Linked DNA regions of Rattus norvegicus: region 1 is linked to region 2. A link is a contact called in public Hi-C data. All regions are on one chromosome and are shown on one strand. Each heading gives the region's core, a stretch centred on a gene start, on an enhancer-like site or on the middle of the called end of the contact. The rest is flanking DNA. Distances are from core to core; before and after follow the strand shown.

Region 1 (6,310 bases), core at 674-3,173, 35 kb before region 2:
ACTGGCTTCTCCCTCTGAGCTGCTGCACACCCAGATGACTGTCCCTTCTGCCGCCCCCACCTCTGCCCCGTGGATTCGGGAACTTAGGATTCTCTGAGTTTAGCACAATCTCAGTATAGGAGGTACCCTCAAATCCAGACACCAAAGTGTTCCAGAGAATGATGGAGGGAGGGACGGAAGGAGGGAGGGAGGGAGGGAGAGGGAGGGAGAGAGAGAGAGAGAGAGAGAGAGAGAGAGAGAGAGAGAGAGAGAGCGCCAGAGCGAGCGCGAGCACCACAGAAGGTGTTTGGGGATGCAGGAAGAGATAGAACAGCAATTCTCAACCTTCCTAACGCTGCAGCCCTTCAACACTTGTTGTGATCCCCCAACCATAAAATTAGTTTCGTTGCTTCTTCATAATTATAATTTTGGAGCTGATATGAATTGTATTGTAAATATTTGATATGCAGGATATCTAATAGGTGACCCCTGTGAAAGGGTCATTGCACCCCCCACCCCATCCCCCGTTTGAGAACCGCTGGTATAGAGAGAGGACATGGGACAGATGAAAGGCTGGGGCACAGGGCCAAGAGCTTGGAGTGCTTCCGGTCTTCAGAGCACTGTGCTGAGCGTAGAGGAATCCTCTGAGCGCACAGGCTGCACGGGAGGAGCCCGCTTGACCGGGTGCCGCGTCTCATCCCGGTTCTGCCACACATAGTGGATCAGATAAGCCACTACCAGTGTCAGCCAGCCCCCCATGGTGACTAACAGGGCCACGTCCGTGCTCCTTCGGGTCCCACCTCGCCCGGTCCCACACAACTCTTCCTCCCCGGTGAGCAGAAGGAACTCGTGTCCCACGAGATCTGGTCGGGCTTCTGGACCACACACAATGCCTGTCCCCGAGCCTGGGGCTAACCTCACGTGCCTGAGCACTTCCTGTAGGGCACAGTCGCAGCGCCATGGGTTGGCGGACAGGTTCACTTGGATCTGCAGCCCCACGAAGGCTGCCACAGGCACAGATGCTAGCTGGTTGGCAGAGAGGTCGAGGTGGCGCAGAGTGGCCTCCAGGCCCTGAAAAGCAGCCCCTGAGAGATGAACAAGGACGTTATGAGACAGGTCTAATTCCTCCAGGGCCGGCAGGTGCTGGAAGGCGCCAGCTGGCACTGATGCCAGCTGGTTGGCATCCAGGTAAAGCTTTCGGGTGTCGTTGGGGATACCGCTGGGCACGGCACTCAGGCCAGCCCGGCTGCAGCGGAATGTCTGTTCTCCGGCTTCTTCTGCTATGTAGCAGCCTTGGGGCAGTGTCTGGGGGCTGGACACAGAGCGCCCTGTGCCTATCACCAGCAGGAGGGGCAGGAGGCGAGGAGCTAGTAGGAGCATGGTCGCAGATAAACATAATCCCGGACTGGAGGAGAATCTGAGTAATAGACGAACATATGACAGAGGACAAAGTTAGAATTCTATGTCCCAAGAAGCGCTCTCCGATTAGAGTCCCTAGGTGGGACCTCTCTGGACCCAAGCCACACCTTTCCAGGCTTTCTGAACCCTAGGACAGTTGGTCTGTCCGACCGCATCCCTCTGTCTCTTTCTGGCTGTCTCTCTGTCTCTGTTTCTCTCTCTCTCTCTCTCTGTCTCTCTCTCTGTCTCTCTCTCCCCCTCTCCCTCTCCCTCTCCCTCTCTCTTTCTCTCCAACAGGTCCCTGGGGAGGGGACTTCCTTAGACTTGGGTTCTATTGACTCTAGGTTAATCTATATGGTCCTTCTGTCCCTTTGCCCTGCTAAAATGGGCCTGAGGGGGATTTCCACGCTATTTCTTCTGCTTGCATATTCATTTCACTTACTGAAATAAACATTTTCGTCCTCTACGTACCTGTATGACTGCCAAGGGAGCCAGGCGAACACCAGCGGTTCTGGTTGGCACTAGTGTCACAAGAGGGATTTATTAGTGATAGATCCCAGGGTGTCCAGTCAGACTACCCACGTAGGTAGCCGGTACCTCTGGCCCCGCCCTCTGTGCTCATCAACTCCCTTTTCTGGAAGCATCTACCCCAGCCTGCCCCAGCTCTGTGTTCTTGGCTCAGTTCACCTCTCCACCTCCTCTGCCTTCTCCTTCCTGCCTCTCACCCTGGTTGGTGGCTGAGTCCTCTCCTGTGCTTCCGCCTTTCTCCCAGAAGTAGTCCCCCTGCCAGTGGGCTCTGGAGACCCGCTTCCTCCTTCAGAAGTCCTGTTTGTTTGAGGCAGCTGGAAGCTGTGACCTGGGGCCCAAGAGTATAGAGTTTCCTGGCATGTGACTCTAGGCCCCAGGTGTCAGATACCTGAGCCATGGCCTGGCCAGACAATGCCAAGAGAGAGCAGATCCCAGACCCTGATGTGAGGGAGACAGGCCTGGATTCCGTTCCCTGCCCCGGACTTTTTCCCCATAACCCAGCAGTTGCTATCTCCTATCAGCTGCTGAAAGCCGCCTCCCAGAACCTCCTTTTCTTGCCTAGACCCTGACTGGCCAAAAGGATGGCGGCTTGGTTGCCCTGGGTGCAGAATCCTGCGATTCCACCTCAGTAACTTGCAACCCAAGCCCCCTCCCGCTATGTTTTTGTTCTCTGGTGCCTGTCTTTTACTCAGAAACATCTAGAGAATGCCCCTGAATCTTCACAGGGCTAACCCTCTTGACCACCAGGCGGCGCTGTGGTTCCGTTTCCGTTTGCTGTTGTAGACGGTCACTCTAGGACTAGAGCCGGGTTCTTGAAGGCGCTTGGAGCCTGGTGTGGTGATTTTATGAGCTTTCCTGCCAAATTTTCACTCTGAACTAGGGGCCTAGGAAGGAAGGATTTGAGGTCTGAAGAGTGTTTGGATGTATTTCTGAGACCTCGTGTCTGAACAAAGACAGAATGTGGAGAGGCTCCATGCGGAATGGATGTGAGAGAGCTTGTACCGCTATTTTCTTTACATCTCCCAGAACCGTCTGACTTAATTGCAACACCAAGACAGGTTTCCCTGCTCCATTCCCCTGTTGTGTTTTGCAGGGGTGACCCTAAGTCATAGATATGAATGGCTGTGTACATTGGTTGGTCTCAGTTATGGGTCACAACACCTTGAGGGGGGTGTCAAACAACACTTTCACAGGGGTCACCTAAGACTGCTGGAAAACAGATATTTACATTACTAATTATAATGTAACACTAGCAAAATTACAGCCATGAAGTAGCAATGAAATTAATTTTATGGTTGGGGGACACTGTAACATGAGGAACTGTATTAAACGGTTGTAGCATTAGAAAGGTTTAGAACCTTACTGGGTTATTGTTATTAATTATTATTATTATTGTTTTTATTATCATTATTTTTTTTCTTTTTTCTTTTTTTCGGAGCTGGGGACCGAACCCAGGGCCTTGCGCTCGCTAGTCAAGCGCTCTACCGCTGAGCTAAATCCCCAACCCTATTATCATTATATTTATAGTTTGATATTTTGTCTCGTTATGTAGCCCAGGCTGACCATATGCTATGTAGTCCAGGCTGGCCTTGAACTCACACTTCTTCTTCCTTAGCTTCCCAAACCTTGCTGGGTTTTTGTAAGAGTTTGTGTTTGATCAGACACATAACTGTAGAGTCTGGTGCAAAATGAAATATGAGGGCTTTTGTTCACGAACTTAAGAATTTCAAGATAGTAATAGTGCAAACCTAGCCCAAGGTTTCTCCAAGCATTGACATGGGCTCTCCTGGAACCATGGACACTATGTCATGAGACTGTCCCTGGGACTTACTTTTGAAAATGCAGTTTGAGAAGTATGATGGGGTTAGGACCAGATGGTAGGGTACCAGATGTTATGGCCTCTGACTCATCCTTGTTTTGTTGGGAAGGGCATCTGAAGATCAGGGTGTGTGTGTGTGTGTGTGTGTGTGTGTGTGTGTGTGTGTGTGTGTGTGTTCCAATTTTCGGTACTGAATGAGAGGCCAACTAAGATGTTCTTGGGTCCCCAGCATATTTCCAATCCTTCTTCAAGTCTGGGACTGCAATGACTTATTCTTCAAAGCCTCTTCATCCTAACGACTGTTTATGGGCCCCACCATTCTGCTACATCCCCTCTCCTGATATCCTATGGGTGGTGGGAAGGAAGGATTTGAGGTCTGGAGAGTGTTTTGTGTGTACCTCTGAGCCCTCGTGTCTGAATGAAGTACACACACACACACACACACACACACACACACACACACACACAATTTGTTGCTGGTGGTCTTGGTTCTGTTTGTTTGGTCGGTTTTGGTTTTTTTGTTGGTTGGTTTGCATTTGTCCTGTGTGAGATGCTTTCCAGTTAAGGTTACACACTCTGCCACTGAATGCTTGGAAGTACACTTTTCAGCCTCCCATCCTGTTGTTCTCTTACCCTGGCAGGGAGATGATCCAAGGACCAAGGGCTGAGTCTGGCTGTTGCTGGGAGAGTTCTCTTGATGGACAAGGACATTTGCCAAGCCAAGAGTGGGACTGGCATGTGCCACGCACGGAGCAGTTAAAAGAGCAGCTGGCAATCTGCCCACGGGAGAGGCCACCTGGAGCTGTGCTTGTGGTTGATAAAGGGAGGCCAAGCCAGGGCTCAAGAAACGGGAGATCTGAGGGTACTCGAAACCGTGCTTAGGACCGTGTACACTACGGCGTGTGCTAATAGAGGTCAGAGGAGAAGATGTGCTCATCTGGCCATTTTAGACCAAGATTTATGTGTACTATTTTTAAGAAAGTTGTGTGCGCGTTTGCATACCTGTGTGCATATGTGGGGTGTGTGTATTGGTGTGTGTGTGCATTCACACACCTGTGTAGTTGTGTGTGCTGGAGAGTATGTCCACCGGAGTACAGAAGAGAATAGCAGACCCCCTCGGAGCTGGAGTTACAAGTGGTTGTGGAAAACTGGACATGGGTGCTGGGAACCGACCTCAGGTCCTCTGCAAACAGCAACAGGTGTCCTAAGCACGGAGCCGTCTCTGCACACCTCCCCCACACTTGGCTTCCTCATTCGGTGAGGACTTCCTGTCAGCCTGATGCTCAAGTATGTGAGGTGAAGAGTGTACTGACCAGTCCTCGGCCCTAGAGTGCTGCGTCTGTAGCCATGGTTCAAAACCAGTCTCCGTGTTGGACCCTCTGGGAGTGCTTTGAAAATCATTTGTGCCAGGGTTCATCTGGAACAGTTACACCAATATTTTCATGCATTGCCTCTAGGCAATATTTCTGGCTTTCCCCAGAGATTTCTTCTTCTTTTTTGGTGGGGATGGGGAGGGGTAGGATTTGAGACAAGGTTTCTCTGTGTAGTGCTGGAACTCAGTTTGCAGACCAGGCTGGACTTGAACTCACAGAGATCCTGCCTGCCTCTGCCTTCCAAGTGCTGAGATTAAAGGCGTCTGTCACTACCACTAGGCATCCCCAGGAATTTCTAATGTGAGCCTGTGTTACGACTTGTCAGTTTAGGAACCACAGACATGTTGACATATGTCTTCTCCATACATTAATGTGACATTTGCCTTGATTGACATGTGTGTAAGGAGCTCGAAGCACAGATAGACGATGTGGCTGAACCCTCTGACTTCCAGCTCGGTATCTAGCTCTCATCTCCCTCTGTGATAGCCTCACGGATTAGGGGGAGGCTCTGATGATGGAGCCTGATTGGCCCTTGGGATACTCCAGGTCCTCTTTCCCCCACCTCCTTGGCAGCTTGGTATTGGTCCAGATTCCAGCCAATGATTTCTTAGGGGCTGACTAAAGTATTTTCTGGGACAGTTTTTGATTTGTTCACAGGAGAGGGGCAATCTAGCCATCTTGCCACCATGGGGCAATACAGAAGAAAGGGACAACTTCAGTGAGGTGTTGGCCTGGCATCATTGGGTCACTCAGTCAGCACCAGCCTTCCTTCCTGTAGGGCACAGAGGTCTTCGTGCTCACAGGCAAGCACTGGGAGGCCTAGACTGTTAAGCACACTGGGTTGTCCCTTCAAGGGAAGGAATGAAAAACCTTTTAAGTATCCAGAAGGCTGGAGGGGATGTAACTCTGTGACCTAGTGACTCTGTGTGGCTATGCAATTTTTTAAAAGATAGATTTATTTATCCACTTATTTAATGATATGAGTATGTTGTCATTGCTGATACCCCAGGAGAGAGCGTTGGATCCCAATTCAGATAGTTGTGAGCCAACATGAGGTTGCTGGATATTTAAGTCAGGATCTCTAGGGAAAGGTCTTAACAGTGCTCTTAACCATTGGACCATCTCTCCAGCCCTGGCGATTTTCCATTACTGGATCTTCCCCAAGACCCTCATCATACATTTTTTTTTCAGTCAATCTATAGAACCTATCTTT
Region 2 (6,440 bases), core at 2,925-5,424:
ACAAAGATACCTGTTATATGAGAAACTAATGCCTGAAGATTAGTGAGAAAGCCTAGAGCCAGGACAGCGGGACACCCACAGATTAGTAGTACTAAATGCCATCCCTCCACTTCTAGTAACTCCAGAAGCACAAACGTGAAAGGCAAAACTGTATAAGGAAAGAGAGGGACAGCAAATGGAGCAGAGACCGAAGGAAAGGCCATTCAGAGACTGCTCCACCTAGGGACCATCCCATTTGCAGACAACAAACCCAGACACTACTGCTGATGGCAAGAAGTGCTTGCCGACAGGAGCCCGGTATGGCTGTCCTCTGAGAGGCTCTGCCAGCACCTGACCAATACAGATGCAGATGCTCACAGCCAACCATCAAACTGAGCCCAGGGAACCCCATGGAAGAGCTAGGGGAAGGACTGAAGGAGCTGAAGGGGACTGCAACCCCACAGGAAGAACAAGATCAGCTAACCGGACCACCCAGAGCTCCCAGGGACTAAACCACCAACCAAAGAGTACACATGAGGGATCCATGGCTCCAGCTACACATGTAGCAGAGGATGGCCTTGTCAGGCATCAATGGGAGGGGAGGCCCCTGGTCCTGTGGAGGCTCCATACCCCAGCATAGGGAAATGCTAGACATGAGTTGGGAGTGGGTGAGTGGTGGAGGAGTACCTCAGAGAGGCAAAGGGGAGGGGGAAGAGGAGGAATACGATGGGGGGGTTGTGGAGGGGAAACAGAGAAAGGGGATATCATTTGAAATGTAAACAAATAAAATGATTAATAATAATAATAAAAAAGAAGATGGTTTCTAGAGACAGGCTTCCTGTATTTGCTTAAGAGTCTAGGCAAGGATCCGAAATGGTCTTGGTCAAACAGTGTAGAGGACATTTAATAACCACCTCTGGTCCGGCTGTGGGAGCTTGGGGAGTCCCTGGCTGCAGGGGTCATTTAGATTACTAGCCACCTCCAGTTCTGGTTGTAGGACCTTGCTATGGCCTGACCCAGCAGATAGCACAGATTACAGGCTGTTAGTCACCCCTGGTCCCCAGCTTCCTGGATAGAAGGGCAGGTTGCACATCCACTCCTTGGAGATGTCAATCCTGCGTATGTAACAGTCCTGGTTTCTCTGGAGATCTGTGGGCACAAAGACCTTTGTGCTGTGTTCCCAGAAACAGCTCTAAGACCCCGGGTAATTATTTAAGATACATGTTTATGACGAATGCTCTTTTCCAGAGCCATGATTCTCAGAATGAATGGTACTGTTTGGGTTTGTATTTGATGCTCTTTTGTGTTGTTTCAGCTCCCCTACCTATGTTCTTAGTCAACAAGGGACAGACGGTCCTAGGCAAGTATCAAGGCTAATGAACAGCACAAGAAAATGGCCTTAGTCAAAGACATGCAAAAATGACGGAGCCAGGCTGGCGAGATGGCTCAGTGGTTAAGAGCACTGACTGCTCTTCCAAAGGTCCTGAGTTCAAATCCCAGTAACCACATGGTGGCCCACAACCATCTGTAATGAGATTGGATGCCCTCTTCTGGTGTGTCTGAAGACAGCTACAGTGTACTTATATAAATAAATCTTTAAAAAAAATGACGGAGCCAGGACTAGTACCAGAAAGCCCAGGTCCTCCTGCCATAGACTACAGATGTCTTCTGTGCTTGCTTTCTATCCTTTAAGGGAGCTATGCCTTGAGAGACACGTTAAACGCACTGGCTTGTCAGACGCCATGGTGTCTCTGTAATCCCGGGTGCATGGGGGGCAGCATTGTGAGGATCCAAAGGTCAGGGTCTGCCTGGCCATCGGAACAAGATCAAGGCTAACCCAGGTAAATCAGTAAGGCCCTGTCTCAACAAAAGCATATGGCCCGAAGATGGGCAACTCCTGGGGGAGGAAACAAGGTTGTTTTTTTTTAAAAGATTTGTTTTTATTTATTTTATATATGTGAGTACACTGTTGCTGTCTTCAGACACACCAGAAGAGGGCATCAGATGGTTGTGAGCCACCATGTGGATGCTGGGATTTGAACTCAGGACCTCCAGAAGAGCAGTCAGTGCTATTAACCACTGAGCCATCTCTCCAGCCCGGAAACAAGGTTTTTTTTTAATAAAGGATTAGGGATATAGTTCAGTTCTTGGAAACTTGGAAGCATGGTAAGAGCCTAAGTTCAACTCCAAGGACCACAGAAAATAAAACCAAACCTAAAGACTTGGCAGGCATGGTGGTGTTCACCTGTGGTCCTACCTACTTTGGAGGCTGAAGCAGGTGGGGATCCTTTTCACCCAGGGGTTAGAGGGGCAACACATGAGTTTCTGGGTGTAATTCTTGCAGAGGGAGAATAGTGATAGAGGAGAATTGTAAGAAGGTTTTAAACGAACTTACAATGTGTTTGTTTTTAAAACTGGAAATAGCCAAAAGCCTCTAAGGAGACAAGGAAAAGAAAACACAAAAGCCAACAACTGGCAACAGAAGCTGTGACCTCGGGCCTTTCCATCCATGCCCCCGTTCCTCATCAGTGATTCAGAGGCCTATTATTTATTAATTAATTCCCTGGGCATAAGTTAGGGCTGTTCCCACTAAGCCTGCAACTTATTTAACCCATTTAAACTATTCCACACCTGCTTCCTTCTCACTTTTATACATCCAGCTTCCTCACAGTGCCGGTGGTGAATCTCCTGCCTCTGACTATCTCCCAGAGTTCCTCTCTCTCTGCCAGATGTCCCACCTTCTGCTTCCTGCCTTTTGCTAACAGTCCTGTCAGCATTTTTTTTTTCTTTTTTTCTTTTTTTCGGAGCTGGGGACCGAACCCAGGGCCTTGTGCTTGCTAGGCAAGCGCTCTACCACTGTGCTAAATCCCTAACCCCTCCTGTCAGCTTTTTATTGACAGGTGATGCGTTCCCACGTAAGAGATTATCCCTACAAGAAGCCACTTAGTAGCAAACGGACAGTGGTGTTCATTTGAACAGCTATGGCACAGCCACATCCACTGGGGACGGTGAGAGTCACGAAGCCAGCACGGCTGCTTGACACAGTTCCAGAGAAGTGGAGCCGATGGCAGCCACCACTGTCCTTCTGTCTCTCACTTTGGGGTTTTGGTCTCTGCATGTTTCGTTCTTGGGGACTTTCTGCATAATGATTCATTTTACGTCTTTTCTTGAGAAAATTATGTCTGAGTCTTCTTCGGAAATTAATAATAATTCTTCCTAATAATAATTAGGAATAATTCTTCCTAAAATTAACTCTATCTGGCCACTATTTGGGAGTCTCCCTTATGTCCTGGAGATCACTAAGCACAGATAAGCAGAGAGCTAGATGAGGCCATTATACTCCAGAGGTCTTCCTAGGGTATCTGCCCCTGAGCAAACTCAAACAGTATAACTGGTGCAGGGTAAATAGAGACAACTGACAGACTCTGACTGGCCAGGGGAATAGGTTAGAGATTCAAGGCCTCCCTTTGCAGTATGCTTAGAGCTCTCTGACAATGTGGTTTAAAGATGGGGGTTGTACGGGGTTCACCCCCGGGGGGTCGAGAACTTAGTACACAAGATCGATTGACTAAAATAAACACTTGCTACTTTACAGTGTAGACAATGGCATGTACGGTAGAAGGAGTTAGGTATTAGTATTTGCTGCTTATAAAAAGATCAGTACAGATATTTTGTTTGTCCGGAGTGCTTTCAACCACCAACGTTGCCAGCCTAAAAGCAGACTGTCGAGTAATAAACATGTTTGCTTTGGAGGAGACATTCTTTCGATTCTTCATGCTGGACTTATAGGGCTGGTCATAAGAATAAGATCTGGGGTTCGATCCCCAGCTCCGAAAAAAAGAACCAAAAAAAAAAAAAAAAAAAAAAAAAAAAAGAATAAGATCTGGGGGTTGGGGATTTAGCTCAGTGGTAGAGCGCTTGCCTAGGAAGCGCAAGGCCCTGGGTTCGGTCCCCAGCTCCGAAAAAAAGAACCAAAAAAAAAAAAAAAAAAGAATAAGATCTGTTCATCCGCTCTGTCTGTATTTTCTGTTGTCATTGAACTTGTAACCCTGGATATGTAATGAAGAAAATCAACCACAGAATCGGTACTCCTTGGATAATCATTAGTCTGTCTTTGCTCTGCGAACCCTGTATAAATAAAGAAGTACCTGGTTGCTGGTCGGTCAGAGGTTTCCTGAACACCATCACCTCACTTACTCCTCCCTGCCCTCCTTCTCTCCTCTGCCCTCCCTGTCAGCAGTGACCTAGCAAGCCCTGGCACAGCTCTGGACATTGAGGAAGTTCACACAGAGCTGACAAGCAGGAATGTGATGTTAAAGTCTATCTAGTAATTCACAGAGCAGTGACTGGGGCCTAGACATTGACTCTTGTAGGAGACTTTATGATTGGTTGGAAAGTTCATAAACTATTAGTCTTCTCTTCCCAAGTAGTCTGATAAGCTTGCTAGCAGGGTGGTGGAGCATAAATGTTCAAACAATGGTATTCTTTAAACAAACAAACAAAAAGGATTGACTTGTGTATTTTGCCTTTGTGTCTGTCCGTGTGCCACTTTTGTGCCTGATGTGAGAGAGGGCAGAAGAAGACACTGGATGCCCTGGAACCAGGGTTATGGATGGTTGTGAGACACCATATGAGTGCTGGGATCAAATCCAGGTCCTCTGAAAGAGGAGATAGGGCTCTTAACTGCTGAGTCATCATTGAAATTGTGTTATTTAATAAAATTTGTATGATCCGTGATTTTCTCTTACTTCAATGGTGTTTGGCATATGGCCAGAACATTTGACTAAAGTGTATTATCGGAGCTAAGGTATGCACTAATATCCTTAGCAGTTTCAAGCGAAAGCATCCACAAGACAGGCAGGCAAGACTCCCACTGTTAAAGCTTAGGCCTAGTAGCACTACAGCTGGTCGGATGGACATCACACCAAACAAATGGGACCCGAGTGTCCCTCTGTCATTAGTAACCTGCTGGTGTTGGAAACTACCCTTATGCCAGTGCAAAGGTCAGAACATTATGTAACAGCGATGCTTGGCAGACGACAGTTATGTGCCACCTGACTCCTTACAGACTCAGGACGAAAGAGAGCTGGGACTCTCTCTGCTTCACTGTGAGGACGCTTTACAGTTTGTTTCCACTGAACGATGTAAAGATTAGCTGTGGCGCCATCTCAGGACCTTTTTATGCTAATGAGAGAGAGGACTGGCTTCACTTAGTGACTGACTGTTCTGCACACCCTTTATATTTTGCCGTGTTATTTTTACACAGGTTATTTTGGACTAGGCTTCTCTGGGTGGAGGAATGTGACTCAGTAAACCACCAAGAAACCATTTCAAAGCTCAGAATAAACAGTCAGGGCTGGAGAGGTGGCTCAGTGCTTAAGAGCACTGACTGCTCCTCCAGAGGTCCTGAGTTCAATTCCCAGCAACCACATGGTGGCTCACAACCATCTGTAAAGAGATCCGATGCCCTCTTCTGGTGTGTCTGAAGACAGTGACAGTGTACTTATGTACATAAAATAAATAAATTTATATTAAGTGAGCAGGGGAGTCAAAAATTGACCTCTGGATGCAGACTTAATGGCTTTAGCTATCAAAGTGTGTGTGTGTGTATGTGTGTGTGTGTGTGTGTGTGTGTGTGTGTGTGTGTGGGCAGGTTGCAGGCCTGGCATCGAGGCACATACCTGTAACTGCAGACTTGGGAGGTAGAGGAAAGAGGCTTAGGAAATCAAAGTTCTTAGCTACAAGTCTGAGGATCGCTTGAGTTATATGAGACCAGGTCTCAAAAGATCAACTAACGGCATCACGAAACACAAAGTGAAGATGGCTAAGGAGACATCTGTGTAGTAAAGTGTTTGCCAACCTAGCGAGAGGACCCAGGCCTGGTACCCAGAACCCATGTGGAAAAGCTGGGTGATGGAGGCTGGGAAGAGGGCTCAGAGGTTAGGACCATTTGCTGCTCTTGCAGAGGACCAGAGTTTGTTTCCCAGACCCATGTTGACTGACTCATGACTGCCTGAGGGCCCACCTCCAGAGGAGCCAAAGCACGCCCTCCTGTGGCCTCTGGAGCATCCACACTGACGTGTGCCCTCCCACACAGACTAAGACAAAGCAAGGTAGACGAACACGTAGAAATATATAGCTGGGTGTGGTAGCACGTGCTCCTAACCTCAGTGCAGAGAAACAGAGACAGGAGGATCCCTGGGTCTCACTAACCGGCCAGGCTAGCTGAGTTGGCAAACTTCAGGTCCTAGTGAGATGTGGTTTTGAATACAACACAACACAACTAAACAAAACAATGCAAGGTAGGTAGCCAGAAGAATATGTAAGAAAGACCGACTTCTGGTATCCATAAGCATGCACATGTATGTGCGTCAGAAGGCACTGAACACCCACACCATACACACCCTCTCACATATACCCAGGTACATGCATACGCAAACCCAGGACAGCAGATGGAAGGG

Evidence for each region. Hi-C and Micro-C count contacts between places; a contact is called where the count stands out from the background.
Region 1: a Hi-C map of kidney shows a contact between it and region 2, with 2.8 times the contacts expected there. The contact joins the promoter of Lrrc3c here to the enhancer-like site in region 2. A contact is called at or near these places in 3 of 12 Hi-C or Micro-C datasets (hepatocytes, kidney and liver).

What each region holds. Positions count from the first base shown.
Region 1 is chr10:84,100,679-84,106,988 of GRCr8, reverse strand. Lrrc3c (leucine rich repeat containing 3C) reads right to left here and starts at 1,923. Exons shown (of 2, transcript NM_001398593.1): 1 at 1,849-1,923; 2 at 592-1,396. The coding sequence starts at 1,359. The coding sequence ends at 592.
Region 2 is chr10:84,067,340-84,073,779 of GRCr8, reverse strand. No RefSeq gene overlaps it. Among named protein-coding and RNA genes, the nearest start is that of Zpbp2, 15 kb to the right of the region's middle. Within about 2 kb of position 4,174, at least 7 of the 93 cell types and tissues checked have an H3K27ac peak or open chromatin away from gene starts, as enhancers often do. A contact at or near this core is called in hepatocytes, kidney and liver, where this site is marked.